Linked DNA regions of Rattus norvegicus: region 1 is linked to region 2. The links are chromatin contacts, called in public Hi-C maps. All regions are on one chromosome and are shown on one strand. The core of a region is the stretch at or near the end of the contact, and the rest is flanking DNA. Distances in the headings are between cores, read along the strand shown.

Region 1 (5,231 bases), core at 1,975-4,474, 1.3 Mb after region 2:
TCCATTTATCCAAGCATAAGGTTCTGGGTTAAGCACTAAGGAGCACAAACACAGTTCTTGCTTAGTTACAATTTGATCTTTAAATCATATTTAAAATATGAGTTAAAGCTTACTGAGAACCTAAGGATTGTTCAAGATGTTTGCTAAGTCTTGCATCCACATGAGTAGCACTTAAGGTGCTCATTATTCTTCTGAGAGGTAATACCTCTTCCCAACAAAATTTTCTCCCTAACAAAATCCCTTCATTTAAAAATCCATTGGCTGTGAGTCCCTTCATCTTCTCTCTCACACACCACAAGGATGGAAAAGTGTTTTCCTATTACTTATTTTTGAAGCCACCAAGACTTTTAAATCCTTTTTTAAACTTAAATATCCATTTTAATGAATCTTTTTATTTTTCTATCTAGTCATTTCTGTTTTCATACATACCATGGTAAACCAGGTTTGTAGAAAGTTTAAGGTATTACACACTGAAGTACATCCTCAAAATGTAAATACTGAAGTACTAATGCTAAAATGTTAGAATCTTTAAAGGTGTGAAAGTGAAGCATAGTCAGTAGAGTAGCCATGAACCAACAAAAATTATAAGAAGAAAGTAAAGCACAGTCATACATAGAAGAAGTAGGAAGAAAACATATTTGTAAAGTGACAAGCCCTCAGAGAAAAACAACTTTGGGAACCTCTTGATCTTAGTCTTTATCATGGATTTCTGGTTCTTAGAACTAGAAAGAAAATCATTTTGCTCCTTAAGCAATATAATCTATGTTTGGTGTTATAGTAGCCTTTACAAATTACAAATAACTCCATATCAAAACCATTATTTGATCCATTAGCCTAACCAAACATCTTGACCTCTGGCCATAGTACATATCCATTTCTCTTGTTTTAGGATTTGTATTAGCTACTCTTCTATTGCTCTGACCAAACACCTTATAAGAAGCAGATTAAGGAAATACGGCTTTTTATCTGGCTTACAGTTTCCAGCAGTACAACTTGTCATACTGAGGCAGCTGGTCACACTGCATCTGCAGTCAGGAATGTGGGACCCAGATAGGAAATCTCAAGACCTGGCTCCTAAAGGTGATGCAATCTTCCAAAACACTGTTACTAGCTGACACTGAGTGTTCAAACCTATCAGTCTGTGAAGGATATTTTACATTAAAACCATAATATTCCGGTTCAGGTGCCCAGAGATTCACCTATGGCTAAATCTTATAATTAAAAGTTCATTAATCCCCCAAATCAGAAACCTCTGTAGTCTGTAACCATTCCAACAGCATTCAGAAGTTCAAAGTACATGTCTCTTCTGAGATTTGAAGCATCTTCTCAATCATGATTCCCTATTAAAGTAAAAGCAGAGCTTCTAAGACACTACTACATAAAATGGACATTTCTATTTAAAACATGAGCAATAAGATGTAGCAAGGAAAGGTTGAGCCATAGAAGGAGTGATGGTTAGAAGTCAAAAGAACTTGCTGCACTCCCAGAAGTCTGGAGTTCAATTCCCAGCATCTATATCAGGTGACACTCGACCACCTGCAACTCCAACTCCAAAGAATCCAACCATCTTCTTGGGTTCAGCAGGTACCTTCACACATATAATATTCACTAGCAAAAATACTCATGTGCACACAGAAATAAAATAAAATAAAAGTATTTATTTTTCAAGAAGATTAGGACAAAGATTCACAAAATTTAACGCAGTCAACATCAAATGCTGCCTCCTCATCTCCAGCATCTGGAGCTCATGTTAGAATCATCTGGGTTTCAGTGATCTTGGGTAGTTTCAGATTCTCATCTCTGCTATCTATAAAATCTGGAAACTTCTCCCAGAGACTTAACCACCAACCAAAGAGCATAAACAGGCTGATCTGAGGACCCTGGAACATATGTATGAGAGAACTCCCTTGTCTGGCCTCAGTGGGAGAGGATGAACCTAATCCTATAGAAACCTGATGCCTCAGGGAGGGGGATGCCTGGGAGGCACCTTCTCAGAGGCAAAAAGAGGAAGGAATGGAGGAAAGAAGTTTGGGAGGGGAAAATGGGAAAGGTCAACATTTGGGATGTAAATAAATAAAATAATTAATTAATAATTTAAATTTTTAATTAAAAAATGAGACCTCTCAATGACATCTTTGGAGGTTCTTTGACTTACAATGTTGTGTCAGGGCATTTTTTAAAATCTTACATGACCTTTATGTCTATATTTTGCATTTTGGTTTGGTATTTTTATATGGAATTCTTGTGTGTGTGAACATGTGTGTCTCTGCATCTACCTATGTTTCTTGTGGTTTTCTTCTTTGACTCTTTTTCTTCTGTTCAGTTGTTTGTCATATTCTGACTTGTTTGGTTTTGTTTTAGTTTATTTTATTTTACTATTATTTCTTAAATGCCTATATGTTTTCTAACTAGAAGTAGAAAGGGTCAGGATCAAGATGGAAAGGAAAGAAAGAAGTCACTGAGAGGAGTTGGGGGTGAAGAAACCATAATCACAATATATTGTACGAAGACAATCTATTTTCAATGAAATAAAGGATAATAATAAGATATGAAAAAAGAAAATACTCCACAGTGCTCTATTCAGGCAATCTGGTGAGGGCAACGAATGACTCTCATTTGGGTCAAGTGGACCAAAACTTAACTACCACACTTACAACATCATTGTCACACGGACAGTGCTTCCAAGGGCTAACACTGCATTTGCTGGGCCTCTGGGACCACTGCAGCAGTGGTTGCTGTGTGCCCTTGAAGCTGAATCTTGGAAAACACACTCTTTGTTGCTAATATTGAACAGGAAATTCTTTTGATGGAATACTCAGATCAGGTTCACTCCTCTCATGGATCTGCATTTTCCACGAGACAGAATCTATGAGTGGTGTTTTGCCTTCAGGACAACTTTTGTAATACCCTCATACAGCCCAGGAGGTTTCTCTAACACCTTGACAATTATGCTTTGTCCCCAATGTATTTGTCTGAACTTTGAACTTGTCTGCATGCCTTTCTTCACCAAACTACACAGTATTCCTATTCTTCTGAGACATTTATCTCTTTCACTATAGACCTAGATAGCACAGCCTAAATGATATACTGGCTTGACATTTCCTCCATCAAATAGATTAACTCATTCCTTTTTAATTCAACTTAGCTCAAGCTCCCAGGACATGGGCAGACTAAAACCATATTTTTTTCCACAATGTAACATGAATGTCCTCCAGCCTAGTTCTCAATAGGGTCCTTGTTTCTCTCTGAAACCTTATGATCCAGGCCTCACATTTGCATTTCTTTCAGCATTCTGGTCTTATAAAAGCTACTCTAATAACATTCAATGTGTCCTCTTATCCATTCTTTAAACTTTCCTCTGACAAGCCAGTTCAAAGGTCTATGGAACACATCATCAGATTTATAAAAGAAGAAGAAGAAGAAAAAAACAGTCTTGGTGCCTATTTTCTGATTAGGTAAATTTCTTATTACTGTGATCAAATAACTGACAAGGATCAAAAGTGGATGAAAAGTTTACTTCGGAGATACCGTTTGAGGATACACAGCCCAAATCTAGGAAGAGTTGGCAACAGTAACGGAGGCCGTTGGTCATATTGAGCCTGAATTCAAGAAGCAGAACAGGCAGTACTTCAGCTAATCTCTAAAGCCCCAGGTTTAGAGCCAGGTAGCCAAATCTTACAGAGAGGATCTATCTTCTAAAGTTTCTACCACCTTCCAGTATAGTTGGAACCAAGCTTGAAACCAAGTATTCAAACATACAAGCAAATGTTTTATACTCAAACCACAAAAATATGTTTAATCCTAATATGCAATTTTTCTCACTTAAAAGGCACACATTGGGTGCCCTTTGAACAGGCCATTTTGTCTCACCCTCTTACCTTCTACATGGCTTTAGTAGCATCCATAAGCTCAAGAGTATTTTGTATAACTTTCCTCTTCGATCATGTCACTTAAGTCAATGGATTTTATCTTCAAGTTAAAACACCCCCTACAAATGCATTCTTGCATTTTTTTTAAAAAGTGTGCTTTCTTTTATTGTGTACCTTAAAAATCCTCTTCAGTCAATTTGTATTCTACTTCTTCTTATAGGAATAGTCAAACTTCATTTTGAAAGTCATATACAGAAAACGTATATCTATTATGCAAGGCATTCTCTCTATGTTCTTTCCTTCAGAAATCTCAACATACACGAAAATGTTATAATAGAACCCATTATTTTATTTAGTTAGTATATGCAAATAAACATAAGCATCAAAAACCCTAAGTCATCCATATTTACTCCTTACTTTTTTGCTAGATATTTCTTACTAATTTATTTATTCACTCTACACCCTATTATTGGCGCCCTCTCTTCCCAGTACCTCTTCTCCTCGCATAATATTCTTCCACATTTTCCTTCCCTTTCCCTCTCTATCCCACTATCCTTCCCACCCCCTCTCCCATCCAGTTTCTTCTCTCCATCCATTTCTGATATCTATTTTATTTCCCCTTCTAAGAAGGATTCAACCATCCTCTCTTGGACCTTCCATGTTATTTGGCTTCTTTGATTCTGTGGATTTTAGTGTGGCCATCCTTTAATTTATGGCTAATATCCACTTGTAAGTGAGTGCATACCATGCATGTCCTTTGGGGTCTGCATTACCTCACTCAGGATATTTTCTGTTTCCATCCATTTGCATTCAAAATTTGGTATATCCTTGTTTTTACTAGATGAATAGTATTCTGTTGTGTAAATGAACCACATTTTGTTTATCTATTCTTCAGTTGAGGGATATATAGGTTGTTCCCAATTTCTGGCTAATATGAATAAAGCTACTATAAACATAGTTGAGCAAGTGTTCTTGTGGGATGATGGAGTATCTTTGGGGTATATGCCCAGCAACTAGGATGAACAACTAATAAATGGGACCTCATGAAACAGAAATTCTTCTGCAAGTCAAAGGACATTCAATAGGACAAAACAACAGCCTACAGATTAGGAAAAGATCTTTATCAACCCTACATCTGTCAGAGGCCTAGTATCCAAAACATATAAAGAACTCAACAAGTTAGACAACAACCACCCAGATAACACAATTTAAAAAAAATGGGGTACAGAACTAAACAGAATTCTCAACAGAGAAATGGCCAAGAAACACTTAAAGAAATGTTCAACATCCTTAGTCATCAGGGAAATGCAAATCAAAATGACTCTGTGATTCCACCTCACACCAATCAGAATGGCTAAGATC
Region 2 (5,403 bases), core at 2,324-4,823:
ATTTAAGGTTTGTATCTTTGCGAGCGCATTAATGCAAACCTTAAATATGAAAACACAAATCCTATTACTTTTTGGAACCAAACACATTTAGATAGAATACAAACCTACCTACTCGGGAGTTAACTTTGCTAGTCTCACTGTCTTCTGTTATGTCCCTTTTATAGCTGGTGTAATGGAAGAGGCAAGGAGAGATTTTACTTGAGGAGGATTTCACTAACTGGCAGGTAACTATAATATTCATCTACAGGTGTTAAGATGGCAGACAGCTGCAAAGGTGGACATCACTTGGGGAGTGAAATGCCTGGTTATTAACACCAGGACTCAATAGCATCCATGGGCAAGTGCCCACTAATATACACCAAGACAGATTTTTCTGTTCTTAAGGCTGTACCACTGGACCTCAATCAGAGGAGTACTAACAGCCAGTGTTTGGAATCCTGAGGGGAGGTTAAGGAGATGCTGGAGCAGAGCCAGAGAACACTGTTAGGACTCCAAGCAGCCAAGGAGAAAGTTAAGAACGTGAGTTTTACAAATTACCAAGGAGAGCGAGGCATGATCTCTTCTAAGCTGATGGTTTTGTTTTGCCTAACGACTTAATGGAGGGGAAAGTACAGTTTAAACAGGGACAGAGGATGGAAAAGAGTTATTAGCTGGGCTATAGCAAGGTGCCTGGTATTCACTTGAAATGGCCACCTCCAGACTGGCACCTGACAAAGAGCAGCTTCAGAAGGGTCAATCTAATCGGCCATATGTGCTCAAATGCACATGAGTAATGGCTGCAGGTGTAGCACTAATGCCCCCATGTTCTGGAAAAGTGAGCTGTTAGAAATGGGGCTCTTTAGTGAGATCCACATTTTAAGAATCAAAAGTACTTACAAGTGAGGGGACAACTTTCAAATTGAGACTTCAAAGGAAGGGAGACAGCTCCATCAGGAACCGGTACCTTGGCAAATCAGTAGTAACGGGAAGGGCAGGAGGAGCAACCAGAGGAGCTATAAATTAGTCACCTCCAAAGGGATTGCTGTGGTTGGTGTCTGTGTATATGCACTGTACATATTAACCAGGTACACACATAAATATTTAATATATAAAAAATAAAGTGCTTTCTAAGAGGTCCCTAGGCAGGGACATTATAAAACATTTCACAAAACGGCAAAACAAAATTGATACAATCAAAAAACACTATAACAGACATATGTGAAAACAGCCAAACACATAATGTACAATCTGGTGTTCCAGGACAAACATCTGTCATATACATGGTATATACATATATACTTTTTCACTCAATATATTATGACAATATATATTTAAAATTTTGCTATAGACAAAAAACCAAAACAAAACAGAAAAACAAAACAAAAACAACAGAGAACTCCTACAAAACCATAGTAAGGATCAAGCACGTGAGTCCAAGACCAACAGGCAGATCGCTGTGTCCCCCATGGCTGCTGGGGAATATGTGCCAGCGTTCCTTTCTCGGGTGCAGCGCTGCCACGTCCTCCAAGGCACTGTGGGCCGCAGCAGTAAAGTTGGCATCACCAGTGGTGAGCAGGTCAAAGACACAAGACTGGAAATAGATGTCCTTCACTGGCATCTTCTCTTGGCATTGGGTGCTGGCAGTCTCCAGTGTGTAGCCAGGCCAGGCCTGTGCTGAGGTGGTGTGGGGCAGGCTGTGCCCCAGGATAGCAGACACCTGGCCTTGTCCATCATCAATGCATTCACTCATGGGGCAGCCATTCACGCACAGCTGCAAGTCCTGGCTTTCCTCGTAGGACATGGCCAAGTCTTCGGGCATCCGGATAGCGAGGGTTAGGTAGCGACCCAGCTGTCGCACAAACACTGTGGTGCCTATGTAGCGGGCATGCATCTCTACGTATCGGCCACTCTCCTTCTCCACGATGTGAAGACTCTTCACATCACCGTCCCCCCCACTGGTGGTGCCATCCACAAAGGCAGCCGGCAGGTCATCTGTCACAGCTTGGTAAACCTTCTGATCCGTGCACTCATGCTGTGCTTTGAAGATAATGGTGATCTGTGGGGTGGAAGAGGTACAAGTTAACACAGCTGGAGGGGAGTGCTGGAGGGAGAACTGAGGCCTTGGGAACAGTCCATTTATTTGTCTCCTTCTAAAAATCACCAAGGGACAGCAAGCATAGTTGGGGTGAGGTGGGGGCTCCTTGCTAAGACGTACAGAAGCTTCTAGGGACTTAATTAATGATAACAGAGCCCTGCCTTCTACAGGGAGATCATTCATTGGACTATCTCCATTTTGCATGACTCATCACTATTAATATAAATACTGAGAGACAAAAACAGAGGCTCTTTGGGGGTGGGGGTGGGGTATCCGCAACAACTACCAATCATGTGCCTGCAGAGAGAGTCCTTTAAGTCTCTTAATCAAATGTTTCGCATCCCTGCTTAATCCCGGTGACAGGGGATTATTTGGCAAGCACAGCACTGGCAGAGATAACAAGCCCCAAACCTAGTAACAGAAGAGGTTTGCCCCAAACACTGCCGGGGCCTCTGACTCCTCATGGCTTTTCCCTGTAAGCTCTTAATTTTCCAAATGAAGCAAATAGTTCAGGGAGAAAAAAAAAAAAACCCTACCCATTGATAATACAAAACCTTCCTTAGCAAGACCCACCTTCTTCCTTGTGGAATCCTTTTATTTTAACATTTATAAAATCTGTAACAAATGAACCCCCTCCCGTTTTTGCAGCCAGCTTCTGGTGAGAGAGGGTAACTGGGAAGGGACAGAGGGTCTGTGTGCCGCTCCCCCAGCACCATCTGACATCGCCTGAGACTCGGCTTATTGTTGGTTACGCGGCAACAGTTTGCTTGTTCTGCTTTTTAATTTAAAAAAAGAAATAAACTAAAGGACACTGGGTGACCTGAATCAAGAAGGCAGGCAAGCCACACACTCTGTAAGAAACTCTGAGGGCATGAGACTCTTAGCTCCTGCAAGGAAACTAGTCAAAACAATGGACCCTTGTTTAAAAGGCCAGAAATGCCCCCCAAATCCTGACTACCACCCTCAAGCTCATGTCTGAAGTTTTTCCCCAAGTCAGCCGGCATTTGCTCACACTATTTAATTCCACATGTTCCCACTGGTGTTACTTGACTGGAATTTTCCAGCCATTTCATTTTACTTCAGCCAGTTACAAAGCCCAGATCAGAGCCAGCTGCACGACAGCAACTGGCTAAGTTCATATCCGTTGTTTGCAGCTGCAGTCGAAAGCCAGACAATGTGCTGTGAAAACCCGGGCCTTTCTCTCCTAATTGCCCAGAGCCACAATTTGATTTCACGACCAGCCCTTCTCACATTTCAACACCTTCTTAACAAGCCAGAGAAGGTGACCAGAGATGACTCAGGAGAGCTGCTCACTCTAACCAGGGCCTTCCCCTGTGAGGGGTTCTGAGGTGGGTATCTAAGGAGACTGTAAACAGATTTATTTGGTGGCTCTAACGCCAGTTTGACAAGTCCCTTTTTAAGACAAGCTGGGATTGCTAGGAGGTGAAAAGTAAATTCTGTACCTGAAAACACCGGAGGAGGGACAGAAAACGCTAAAGGTTAACCAAACTAAAAGTCAACAACACTGTTTCACACAGTCGTGATCCTCACGGTATGAGGATCCTCTCAACTACAACACATTTAAAAACAGAAAGCTCAACAACTCAGCCATGAGTCTTTCTGGGCTAACAAACCTTCAGGCCAGCTTGGCACTGCACGCAACACTACAGGCATTTTGTTCACATTAGGAAGAGAGAAAAGGAATTCACTTTTGTTGGGGCAACAAAGCAGAGATATCCAATTGCAAACGAGTTACCGAAAAAGACACACAGGAGTCTATATTAAGATGAGTGGAATAGCTTCATGTTTAACCAAGCCTGGTTTTTTCATTAGGCACAGCAATTCCAACCTGGAACTCTGGACTCACTTTAAACACCCCTCACCCATCACCTTCTGTGATACAGGGCTCGTGGAAAATTAGCATTCTCTAGGACCTGTACCTATCAAATATTCTACTCTACCTCATGGGTTTTGTCTACCCATTTTACTTGAAGAGACTTTCCATCCGATAAAATTACAATGTGATTTCTCACTTGGGCATGAGTATAAAATTATCTGTTGAATCAACTTGCTGGGGGGAGAGGGAGGCTGAAAGAACTTCAGAGCATGGGAAAGGGTCCCTGAGAAGTCCCTTATAATTTCAGTGTGTACTAAGCAGGGACCTAGATTCCTAATCAATGCAATGTAGAAAAAACTCTGGGTGGCAGTTTCACATGACTTGACTTTTGTACTGCGATGCCATTCCTCAGAACAATTACAACACAAGCTCTCGACCAGCACTCAGCCGTGACCAGCACGAAATCCATTTTAGATTGTCCAACTCTCAAGAAAAGCAAAGTTGTTCACCCGTAATAATTTTCACTTCAATAATATTCAAAGTTTCACTGGAATTTCTGCAAATTACAAACTTTAAGAATTTTAATATAGCAGCCATCGTAATCCTAAAATGGGTGTTCAGACTGTTTAGAGCTTTCACTCCGCAGTTAAAAGCTGTAAAACAGTGGCTATGCTGCTGGCTTCCCTCCACTAACTGATCCATGTGCAGTAATAACTCAATTTGTCACATCTGTCATGCCACACCATTTATTATTGATGGGTGGCATTTCTGTGCATTTAAAACATCAATGTCTTTTGTTAAACGTCCTCCGTCTAGTTCCTCTTAACCCCACCTTAGACAAACTACTCTAGCTTTCCTCATTCATTTTTAATCTCACTCCTGAGATCTCTACCACCCACAAGGTCTATGAGGGAGAGAGGGATAGCAGCTACAAATCAACCTTTCCACACACAAAAGGCCGAAAGAACTTAAGGGCTGCTGTAAAGGAAGAGCAGCCGTCCTCGACCTTCCTAATGCTGTGACCCTTTAATACAGTTCCTTGTGTTGTGGTGACCCCAACCATAAAGTTATTTGTGGCTACTTCATAGCTGTAATTTTGCTACAGTTATGAATCCTAATGTAAGTACTTATCTGTGCTTTCCAATGGTCTAAGGCCGCCCCCTGTGAAAAGGGTGTTTGATATCCACAGGTTGAGTACCATTAGTTAAGAGGCACCTGCCTGCTTCTTTCCAACTGGCAGGTAAAGGAAATATATGAAATGGAATTGAACAAGTCATGAGGAAAATCTAGGCCCTGCTTCCCCAGGATACAGAGAAATCTTCCCAGCCTGGAAAACACCACGCACAGGTTTTAAAACACAACTCCCCAAAGGCTTTGCCCTCAGTTCTCTGTGTAGACTGTAGCTCTGGTACACACTGTGGAAGAAACATTTACCAGGGTTCCAGCAGACTACTTAGCACCACAAGTGCAAAGAACTTTCTTGAATGAATCC

What was found. Hi-C and Micro-C count contacts between places; a contact is called where the count stands out from the background.
Region 1: a Hi-C map of Schwann cells shows a contact between it and region 2, with 2.7 times the contacts expected there. The contact joins two enhancer-like sites. A contact is called at or near these places in 3 of 12 Hi-C or Micro-C datasets (the A7r5 cell line, Schwann cells and prefrontal cortex).

Annotation. Positions count from the first base shown.
Region 1 is chr1:66,734,022-66,739,252 of GRCr8, forward strand. No RefSeq gene overlaps it. Among named protein-coding and RNA genes, the nearest start is that of Riok2, 40 kb to the right of the region's middle. Within about 2 kb of position 3,225, at least 2 of the 93 cell types and tissues checked have an H3K27ac peak or open chromatin away from gene starts, as enhancers often do. A contact at or near this core is called in Schwann cells, where this site is marked.
Region 2 is chr1:65,441,033-65,446,435 of GRCr8, forward strand. Rgmb (repulsive guidance molecule BMP co-receptor b) reads right to left here. Exons shown (of 5, transcript XM_006227982.5): 5 at 1-2,035. The coding sequence ends at 1,379. Among named protein-coding and RNA genes, the nearest start is that of Rgmb, 21 kb to the right of the region's middle. Within about 2 kb of position 3,574, at least 40 of the 93 cell types and tissues checked have an H3K27ac peak or open chromatin away from gene starts, as enhancers often do. A contact at or near this core is called in Schwann cells, where this site is marked.